2 separate regions of the Rattus norvegicus genome follow, and region 2 is linked to region 1. The links are chromatin contacts, called in public Hi-C maps. All regions are on one chromosome and are shown on one strand. Each heading gives the region's core, a stretch centred on a gene start, on an enhancer-like site or on the middle of the called end of the contact. The rest is flanking DNA. Distances are from core to core; before and after follow the strand shown.

What was found. Hi-C and Micro-C count contacts between places; a contact is called where the count stands out from the background.
Region 2: a contact with region 1 is called in a Hi-C map of liver, with 2.4 times the contacts expected there. The contact joins the promoter of Ptgr2 here to the promoter of Pnma1 in region 1. A contact is called at or near these places in 2 of 12 Hi-C or Micro-C datasets (both in liver) and 1 of 1 datasets of contacts at active chromatin or transcription factors (oligodendrocytes).

The regions. Positions count from the first base shown.
Region 1 is chr6:109,513,458-109,518,797 of GRCr8, reverse strand. Pnma1 (PNMA family member 1) reads left to right here and starts at 3,631. Exons shown (of 1, transcript NM_130820.2): 1 at 3,631-5,340. The coding sequence starts at 4,125. The coding sequence ends at 5,186. It also overlaps a transcript of Dnal1 not described here.
Region 2 is chr6:109,661,087-109,666,560 of GRCr8, reverse strand. It overlaps Ptgr2 (prostaglandin reductase 2), which reads right to left and starts at 4,063. Exons shown (of 10, transcript NM_001399426.1): 1 at 3,902-4,063.

The DNA.
Region 1 (5,340 bases), core at 2,382-4,881:
CCCTGTGACAGCATTATTCCTCCTTCCCCAGAGGACCTGGAAGGCTGTGCAAACCTTTTCCTAAACCCAAAGGGGGCTCCCTAGAGAGTGGTGGCCTTAATCCCTGTGCTGACCTTGTGAAATCATGCTCAGGCCAGAGCTGCTCCAACGATCCAGTCTTAAGGTCACCACTTCCTTAGTCGGGATCTCGGAGGGCTATTTCAACCCCTTTGCTGCTTGTCAACAGCCCATCTGGGGCTGTAAAAGTTTTCTCAGACGTTTGGAGTTCATGCCCCACTCTCAGCCTGCTACACCGAGGGGAACTGTTCAGAGGCCTGAAGGTGCAGAGCTAGGCCTGAGGGACCTTTGGACAAGCCCATGGCTACCATTTTATATCTTTGAGTCCAGGAGGCTGCTGAAGGAGCCTCAAGCAGGTCCCAGGGAGGCCTGGCCTGGCCTTGGGTGCCAGCTTCCTTCTTGCCTGTCGTGTTCTCAGTAGCTGCCAGTTACTCCCACTGTACCCTATTTGATGCTGATATTCACGCCCCCACCCCCCACCCCCAATACGGCATGCTGGAGATTTCTGGATCCTTCCCTGGGAGGGGGATGTCTCCTAACTAGATGAGACAGGAGCCTTCATTCCTTGACTTGTCATTTGGGAACTATTTATTTATTTCTTAATATTTAATTTTTAACATCCTCAGGGACCAGGGGCCTCTTGCTTTCCAGAGGTCCAAGTGCATTTATCCCAAAATAAGGCACCTTCTTGGCATCTCCAAATCCTCCCCCAGTTCCAAGGCCCTGGGGTCCCTTACTTTGTGACTCTTAGGTGCAGGAGTGATAAAAACTGACGGAACTGGGAAGTTGGGAGTGTTCTCAGTCACAGGAAACTAGCAGATGTGGGTGAGATCAAAGGCAGGGCTCAGTCCTGCCCTTTCTGTACTCTCAAGTGCTGGAGGGAGTTGGCAAGAGGCCAGAATTCTAGTTTTATTTATCAGCCTGGAATCTGGCTTGAAGAAACCATATTTGGCATGGAATTACTGAAGGGTCAGAATGTTCTAGAGGCCCCTTCACTTTCCAGTTCCACAGGAGACTTAAAGTTACTTTTCTGATATGACCACTTAACTTTAGTTGTACAGAAGGAAGTCTAAGTGAATGTGTGTCGGACTGTTCAGGGTGTTAGTAAGAGCTATAAAGGATTCCTTCACCATTCCCTAGGCAATAGTCTACAGCCCTGTTGGGAACTGGAGATAGAGATGGGGTTTTTTGTCTTTGAGCTACGGACTATTGGGTGTTTCTTAACATTCATTTACGCATGAGTATGGTTCTATGAGAGCTGCCTATGGAAATAACAAAAAAGTCCCCCTAGATACCTGAACAATTACTTAACCTTCAGTTTCCCTGCTTGTTTCCTTCACAGGCTTCTATAAACTCAAAGTCCCGAGATTACAAAAATCTGGTCCCCTCAGAAGTAGAAGGGCAACAAGTTTAGGATCTCTTCTAAACCACTTGTATAGCGAGTGCCTTCACAGCTTAGCCCCAAAGTGCCACTTAGGTTTCCCAAGATTCTTTTCCATTAAACCATACTTGGCTCAGGCCCCTTGGTGGACAGGTGATATCAGAAATCTTCAGCCACCTGAGACTCCTCTGTACGGTGGTACCAACTAATCCTTAGAAATCTTAATTTAAAGAAACCAAGTCTGCTTTTCTAAGTTCACAGAGACCAGATGAAGGTAGCCAGGAAAAAAAAGATCAAGATGTTACCTTTAGGTAGTGATCCACCAGTGATTTACAGGGGCCCATGCTCCGTCGTGCACGTGTGGAGGCTGAACCATTTCAAAGGGGAGATGCACGTGTGGCAGGAGGCTGATACAGGCGCATCCTTACTGGTGCTTTCTCCCATGAACACACTGGGCTTGGCTTTTGTTGTTCTTTTTCTGTTCAGAGCTCCCTCTTTTACAGTAGCAGCCCTATACCGTGTCACCCTGCCTGTCTCCCAGTGTCCACCTGCGCTCAGAGAGGGCGTGAACTGACATAGTGCCTGTGTTCTCCACCGTTTCTGAGGTCTCTTGCCCATCTAAGGAGTCAGTGCCCTTACTGCTGCCCTCCAAGCCTTCAGCAGCCCCTCATAGCTAAGGTACATGCCCACCACCGTTCTGCCGCTTCACCTCCAACCTTGGCACAGGGCCCTGTGCCGATGATGTCTAAAGGGATTGCCTATATTTAACTGCCTCAGTCACCTAACCTCTTTCTTCTCATGTGCCAGATGTTAAAGATGGAGGGGAAGAGTACAACACATACTCCAGCCTCAGCTGTTTAAGTGTTTTTATTGGGGCTCACTTTTCTGGGTTGTTATTTATTACTAGACTGGCAAAGCCTAAACCCTTAGGTTTTTACAGGAAGTATGCATATTTTTATAAAAAAAACAGTTGTGTCTAACCCACATTTGGCTGTGTTTGTTTCCTCAAAAAAAAAATTTGCAGCTGTTAGAGCTCTTCTTCATTTGTCTCTTAAATTAAAGGCCTTGTTGGAGAGGACAGCACAGAAACAGCCTTGACTGTAATTATTGTACAGATATTTTAATAGCATAAAGTAAGTATATTCCTTTTATTTTGAAACAAAATGGTCAGACACTGCCTTTCATGTGTTTGTTGCCTGTGGCACTCTTTTTAAAAAAGACTGTTACATATTAAATAGTGTACATATATATAAATATTACCTCTTTGTGTACAGTTGTGATAGACCAGACCGAAAATTTTATTTTTTGTGTGCTTTTTATAAAAAAAATTAATACACTAAAGAGAATCTTGCGGATGTGATTGTAATGTACCCATGTAACTTATTTACTTTTGAATGTTCTGTATCTTAAGACCTTTTATTAAATAAGGTTTTAAAAAAGTCATTGTTGAATGCCATGTTCTTATAGGGGTGTTTTTGCCAGCTGGGACTGACTGATAGGGAACTTCTCCCTTTCTGAGCCTTAAGCGGTCTGTTTTGCTATCCTGTATACTCAGTAAGGACAAGAAGTTTGCTTGGCTACAAAGAGAAGTAATCCGGTGGGGGGGAGGGTGTGCACACACACACAAACTTTAGGTTTTGACACACACACACACACACACACACACACACACACACACACACACAAATTTTGGACAAGAAAGCCAAGTCAGACACTCAAAGGAACCAGTAGGTGGAATCCTCTTTTCTAGTCTTATGGGGAGGAACGGAGAAGCTGCAGACTGTAATCTGGTGGTTCACGGAAGTCAGATTTAGTGTTTTCACAGCAGAGTGAATGCATAGAATGGATATGAGACAAGTCCGTCGTGGTAGATGCGTATCAATAAGGCCAACTTAAATCCACAGCAAAATTAAATAAAACAAAACATGCTTAGCAATATTGTTAAGGAGGAATCTGGGAAGTACGAGTATGGGGGAGGGGTAAAAAGAAATGCACCATCATAGAATAGACTACTCAAACCCCTTCTTGGCACCATAGCAACCGCCAGATCCTCTGGAGCCCGCGCATCTCGCGTCGTCATGGACACAGTTGTCACGGTGACACTGGGGGAGGCGAGCGGACCGGTTCCGCCCTCCAGTGCAGCTGCACGGAGGCCGTTGCTGGAGCGCGCGGCCATAAGCGCTGAGCAGAGCTGCCTCCAGCCCGGTTCCTCCCTCCTTCGCGCTTCCTGCCGCCTCAGTCCCCGGTGCTTCGAGTGCCGCCTCTCTCGGTGTAGCTGAGCCACGGCCTCGAGTAACCCTCGGCCGCCCGCGGGCCAGGGAGAGGTGGGAGGAGCTGCCACGCCCCGCGACCGCACCCAGTCATCTCCAGCCCGCAGCCAACCGCCTTGAGCCCACCTTCCTCCCCTTCTCAAAGCAGTGACGCAAGGCACAGCCGCAGCCAGTCCACTCCTGCCCGGACCAAAAGGGCGACATTCGAGTGATAGGCGGAGTGTCCCGTGGCACTGACTTGGGACCCGGAAGGGACCAGAAGGAACTCTGGTGTCTTTTGGTAATTGTGGTTGCTTGAAGCTTGTCGCCCCCTGGCCTACCGGGGGAGGAGAGCATGTTGTCCTAAGCCCAACAGCAGCACCGTGAGCCAGTCCAAGCACAGTCTGTAGAACTGGCACTCTTAATAGTTGGGCGAAATGGCTATGACACTATTGGAAGACTGGTGCAGGGGAATGGATGTGAACTCTCAGAGAGCTCTGTTGGTCTGGGGGATCCCTGTGAACTGTGATGAGACCGAAATCGAAGAGACCCTCCAAGCTGCGATGCCCCAGGTATCCTATCGAGTACTGGGGAGAATGTTCTGGAGGGAAGAAAATGCGAAAGCAGCCTTGTTAGAGCTCACTGGGACGGTGGATTACTCCCTGATCCCCAGGGAGATGCCAGGCAAAGGAGGGCTCTGGAAAGTAGTGTTTAAGCCCCCCACTTCCGACGCGGAGTTTTTGGAAAGGCTGCACCTCTTTCTAGCTAGGGAAGGGTGGACGGTGCAAGATGTTGCTCGTGTGCTTGGGTTTCAGAACCCTGCTCCAGCCCCAGGCCCGGAAATGCCAGCAGAGATGCTCAACTATATTTTGGATAATGTTATTCAACCTCTTGTTGAGTCCATATGGTATAAGAAGCTGACTTTGTTCTCCGGGAGGGACATTCCCGGGCCTGGCGAGGAGACCTTTGATTCCTGGCTGGAGCACTCGAATGAAGTCATAGAGGAATGGCAGGTGTCTGATATAGAAAAGAGACGGCGGTTGATGGAGAGTTTGCGAGGCCCGGCTGCCGATGTCATTCGCATCCTCAAGACCAACAACCCTGCTATAACCACGGCAGAATGCCTGAAGGCTCTTGAGCAGGTGTTTGGGAGCGTGGAGAGCTCTAGAGATGCACAGGTCAGATTTCTGAACACTTACCAAAACCCAGGAGAAAAGTTATCTTCTTACGTTATCCGTCTGGAGCCTCTGCTGCAAAAGGTAGTGGACAAGGGGGCCATTGATAAAGATAACGTGAACCAGGCTCGCCTGGAACAGGTCATCGCTGGGGCCAACCACAGCGGGGCCCTCCGAAGGCAGTTGTGGCTGACTGGGGCTACAGAAGGGCCTGCACCCAACCTCTTCCAGTTACTGGTGCAGATTCGAGAGGAGGAAGCCAAAGAGGAGGAGGAGGAGGCCGAGGCTGCCCTTTTGCAGCTAGGCCTAGAGGGGCACTTCTGAATCCCAGGACTGGCCAGGCTGCTTTTGATATTCCTGTGAAGTTTTAGTAAGCCTGTCCCTTAAAGTAAACAGCCAGCCTCCTCCTGCCTTTGTTTTGTTTTCTGAGGAATGGGATGAGAAAGTCAGGCCCGCATATTCCTGTAGCATTCACAGA
Region 2 (5,474 bases), core at 2,814-5,313, 150 kb before region 1:
TATGATGTGTGTCCAAGATCACAGCACAGGTGAAGACAGGAGTGGGATTGAAAGGCACAGCTCTCGCCAGACCTCATGGCTCCACACTTCCCATATTCCACCACTTCCTCCTCAAACAGGGCTTTGACGTCACAACTGAACTGCTACCCTGTCACTCCTGCAGGCACTCACCGCTACAGAGGAACTATCCCACTTTTCCTGTTTATTTCTTTTTGTTTGCAGTCAGGGTCTCATTATGTAGGCCCGGCTGTCCTGGAACTCACTATGTAGACCAAGCTGGCCTCAAACCCAAAGTACTGAGTTTAAAGACTTGCACCACCACACCCAGCCCCAATTCTGTTCTTAATCAATTATTAAGAACGGACTGGAGAGATGGCTCAGCTATTAAGAGCCCTTGCTGCTCTTGCATAGGACATGGGTCAGTTCCTAGCTCTCACACGGTTGCGCCACTATTTACAAATCCAATTCCAGAGGATCATTGCCCTCTTCTGGCCTCCTTGGGCACTACACATGCATTTGAGGCACAAACATGCCAGCAAACATACCGGCATATAAAACGTTTTCTAAAAATGATGTGTTTCAGACTGGAGCTTCAGCCTGGTAGGGCACTTGCCTGGTATGTATGAGGTCCTGGGCTTGAAACCTGGGACGCAGAGAGGTAAGAGAACCAATGGTCCAATGCTGGTCACGTTAAGTAAGACAGGATGAGGAATACAGAAGCATCTGCTCCCTTAGTTTCTCTAGCATTCATACTGATCATTTCATGGATGGAGGCAGAAATGGCTAGCTGCTCCCAATTTCACTCTTCCTTTGGGATACAATTCATCAGGGTATCCAGCCTTCCTTTAAAGCAAATCCCATTTCCATCCCATTTCACTCAAAAGTTTCTCTGGCAACATAAATACTAGTTAACAGTAATTATGTAATAAGTGATTAGTAACAGAAGCAACAGCACAGATAACTTCTTACCCTCCGACATCGGGATAAGTCGCCCTGCCCAGTGCCTGCAGATGTTTCTACAGCACATGACCAGACTGGGATTCAAGGCTCACACACCACACTCACACACCACACTTGGAGTCTCCCTGTTTTGCTTCTCTAACGTCCTGACTGGTTCCCCGGTGTAACCTGCCTTCTTCTTATATTCTCTTCTCTTATTTGGAAATGCTAGGTAGATTCAGAGGACCAAAGAGATTCAATTTCTCTCTTTCCCCAACTATTGGGGATGGCACCCAGACCCTGGCAAGTGCTTCAGCTTGGGAGGAGGGGGAGAGGGAGGAAGGACAGGGTGGGGTGGGAATCTTTAAAGGCAGTGCTGTTACATCTTATTTCCTCACATCATTTAGTGCAGGGAACTTTTATTTTTCTTTTTGAGATGTGGCTGCTGGGCGCTCAGATTCCTGAGTTCCAGCTCATCCCTTGCCACACCCTCCTACTGGGTACAGACTCCAGGTACATCTCATTACACCCAGCCAGAGACATTTTCTATGGAATCACCACATATAGAAATTACAAATTAAATTAATTTGTAATTAATTGTAAATAATTGTAATTAATTTGTAAATAAATACAAATTAAAAAGCAAGTTTATTCAGTTACAGTAGCAGACTGTCCTTGAGTGGTTATTAACCGTACTGTAATGGCTAAATTTTCAAAGCACTGTTGCCAAACTGAGTTTCTTTTCCTTTTTTTTTTTTTTTTTTTCTTTTCTCTTTTTTTCGGAGCTGGGGACCGAACTCAGGGCCTTGCGCTTGCTAGGCAAGCACTCTACCACTGAGCTAAATCCCCAACCCCTGAGTTTCTTTTCCTGTTGCTGTAATAAAATACCCTGACAAGAGCAACTTAAGGGAGACATGGGTGGTTTTGGCTCAGGGTTTAAGGGTACAGTCGTCACGGGGAAGTCATGCCAGGTGCTTGGGGCAGCCAGTCACACCACACCGCAGAACAGCCAATGCTGGTGTTCAACTAGCTTTGCCCTTTTTATTCAGCCCAGGGCCCAAACCTAAGAAATCGTACCACCCGACCGTGGGGTGAGTCTTTCCACCTCAATTAACTTAGAATGAAGTCAATTCCTCAAGGTATGCCATGAAGCTTGTCTACTCAGTGATTCTCTATCCTGTCAAGTTGACAATCAGTGTCAGGCATCACACAGTGAAGTTCCTTATCTGTTCTCTACTTTCACCATTATGCCTTACTACACATGCGTAACAGAGCCAAGTGTGATGCCTCCCACCTGTACTCCAGAACTTGAGAGGTAGAGGCAAGAGGGCGGAGTTCAAAGCCAGCCTCAGCTGCATAACAAAATTCAAGGCCAGCCTGGTGTATGAGAGATCTTATCTCAAATAAAAACAAAAACAAAAACCATAACACAGTATAATAAAGTCAGCATGGTGATATATGCCTGTAATCCCAGCATTCCAGAAGCTGAGGCATGGGGATCTCAAGCTGAGGGCCAGCCTAGACTACACGGGAGATCACATGTACAGAAAGAAAGATCTAAGGCTTAGCTTAGGATGTAGCTCAGTGGTGGCAAAGCACTCTGCTAATCCTGTACCACAGAAAGAAATGAAGAGGATACACCAGGTCTGCCTAAACACTGCTTCTCATCCTGAAAAGGATGCTACCAAAGCCCCCACTTCTGCTTGAAATCAGAACTCTCCACGTGCCAAACACAACTGATTAATTAATGATGACTTCAGTGTCCCTCGACAACACAATAATCAACACACTCGAATCGCTCAGCATCGCCTGGGATTGGAACCCAGCACCACAGAAACAAAAACCTTGACTTATTCACAGGTTTTCCTTCTAGAATAAGACAGATCACATTCAAGACCTGAAGATCAGTGGATTAGGAGGCATCACAATCGGGGCAGAGCTGACCTCAGCAAATCCCATTTGCTGTTAAATGAAAGTGGGTTTCTAACTGATGCTACCATTCCAAAATACCACTGAAAGAAAGGTCTGGTTCAATGATAAAAATATGCCTTAAACGTCTGTGTAGCCGCATAATGTAAGGAGAGGCTCACTGAACTCACAGGGGCAGAGAACGATTTCTGTTTCTAGCCAAGTGGGACCTTGGAGAGGTCATCACAGATTATCTCTTGGAATGTTCTAGGGGCCCCAAAACTGGGTGAGTGGGTTTACTTGCTCTGGCATAGTAGCATACATTTGTAATCCCAGTTATTGGGTGGAGTACAGATGGCAAATTCAAGGCCAACCTGGCAAATTAGTGAGAACCTGCCTCAAAATAAAAATGAAAAAAATAGACTGGCAATAGCTCAGTAGTAAAAACCACTTGGCCCAGCATGCCTGGGGGAGGGAGGAGAAGATGGTCTTGAGTTCAATTTCCAATACAGAAGAAAATAATGGTGTGTTAATTAGCTTACTTAAATACAACTCCCTCCTCTACCGCTATGAAGTTGCAAACATCCTTGTCTTTTCACAGACGCTATAAACAGGGTGAATGACTTCTCCAAGGTCGCACAACTCGTCCCCGATACCTTTTAATAAAATACGCCTCGTGTTGATCCTTATTTTGTCCAACCATCCTGCCACAAAGGACTCTGCTGACCTTCCCTCTGCCATCTATGCCACCGTGTGAGAATTCCTACCTGGCTCTTCCCTTCCTCAGAAACCCAACCTTCTTCTATAGCTCCTGTTACTAACCACTTTCACAGAAATTACTAGGAATCTGCCCAGAATTTCAAAGCGACTTCCTAGATCCTCAGCACCAAGGGGATTAAAAAGGCGTGTCGGCTTTTTAACACGACTTAAGTATACCCCTAAGCGTGGCACACAGTAGGTACTCAAAAGATGTTCAGATCTGAAGCACCTCAAACACAATCGCATCCGAACTTCAGGCTGTTTACCCTAAGAATTCTTAAAAAATGAAGAGCACCTGTTACTGGGCAACCCCTAGTCTACGTCCCAAGCTATACCGCCGGTGTCGCCGGGAGCTCGACGAGGACGCCCACAGGTCACCCTGGCTTGAAACTTCCTCCTTTTTTGCCGGCTTCATCCAGCTTCCGGTGCCCGGATACAGTGGCCCCCTGCGTGGCTGTCAGTTTGAGATCTCGCGGGATTTGATGAACAGCAAAGGGTCCGGCTGGCTGCACGACCTTAGCCCTAGAACCACAGTGCGCAAGCGCAGGACTGATCCTTTCTCCGTGTCCTCCCCTAAGGCCGAGATTTTGAAGTTTAGATGCATGCGGTCCTTTGGTCCCCAAGGTTCGTGAGAGTGAAGAAACACAGAATACATATCCATAAGTTAACGTCTTTGGGGCTCCGCGGCCGTTCCTGCCGCCAGGACCCAGAGAGCAAATTGTTTAACCAGTGACTTGGGGGGTCAAGTCGCCTAGGTCTTCTTCCCCCCCACCCCCGGTCTTCTCCCCCTCCCCGGAGGTTGAACCTGTGTCCCGGCAAGGTCTAGGCAGGCGCTCTGACACTGACCTACAGTCCCAGCCTCTAGGAGGAACTTTATTCACGTTAGATTCTCTGAGTCTTAGGTTGGGAAATTACAGTAAGAGAAATAGCATCAAGTCTAACCCTTGCTTTGTAGGTGAGGAAGCTGAGACCTAGAGGACTAAGGCAGCGGTTTTCAACCTTCCTCATGCTGCGCCCCTTTAATATAGTTCCTCATGTTGTGGTGACCTCCAACCATAAAGTTATTTTCATTGTTACTTCGTAACTGTAAGTTTGCTACTGCTATGAACCGTGATGAAAATATATTTTCCGATGGTCTTAGGAGAGAGACCCCCAAGAGGCTAGAAACCCACAGGGTGAGAACCACCCGACTAGTCACTATAGGGTGTGGTCATGCCAAATTCCTTTCAGTGAATTAAGGATAATGCTAGAGTTACAAACTCTCCCTGGACTGCTGGCCCAAGCCCTTTAGTGTCTCAGTCTCTCTCTCTCTCTCCCTCCCTCCCCCCTGCCTTTCTCTCTCTTCAATTCCTTAAAAATGTTTTACACAATGTGTATTGATTTTTCAGCTTAATCATTAAGGTTCTTTTCACCAACAGTACTGAACTGAGGTAAGGTTTGTTGAGTAAGAATAACTCGCCAGGAGCTGCAAACCCTAACAGACTGAATCAGGCGGCTGTAGGAGTATTCCAGCAAGAGCTAATCGAAGCTCTAACACTGGTATAGACAGTAGCTGAAAAATACCAGTACCGCCAGCAAATGGGCAGCCATCAAATGGACTGGAGCCCCAGGTAGCAGAACATCCGAAATTTTCACTTTATCTGGAAAACCTGAGGAATGAGGTAGGAGAATGTTATCACTTTCCAAATACTTTTCAGCAGGAAATACTTTTCTGCTCCTTCGGTGGTCAGATGGGTGAACCAGAGAAAAAGGAAATGCTCAAATACAATGAAAGTGATAGTGGAAAACAACGGGGAATATAGATTATGTCTAAAACTCAAAGAGAAGAAACTTAGTTCAGGCTCTTTTTGTGTGAAGTCCCCTTTTCT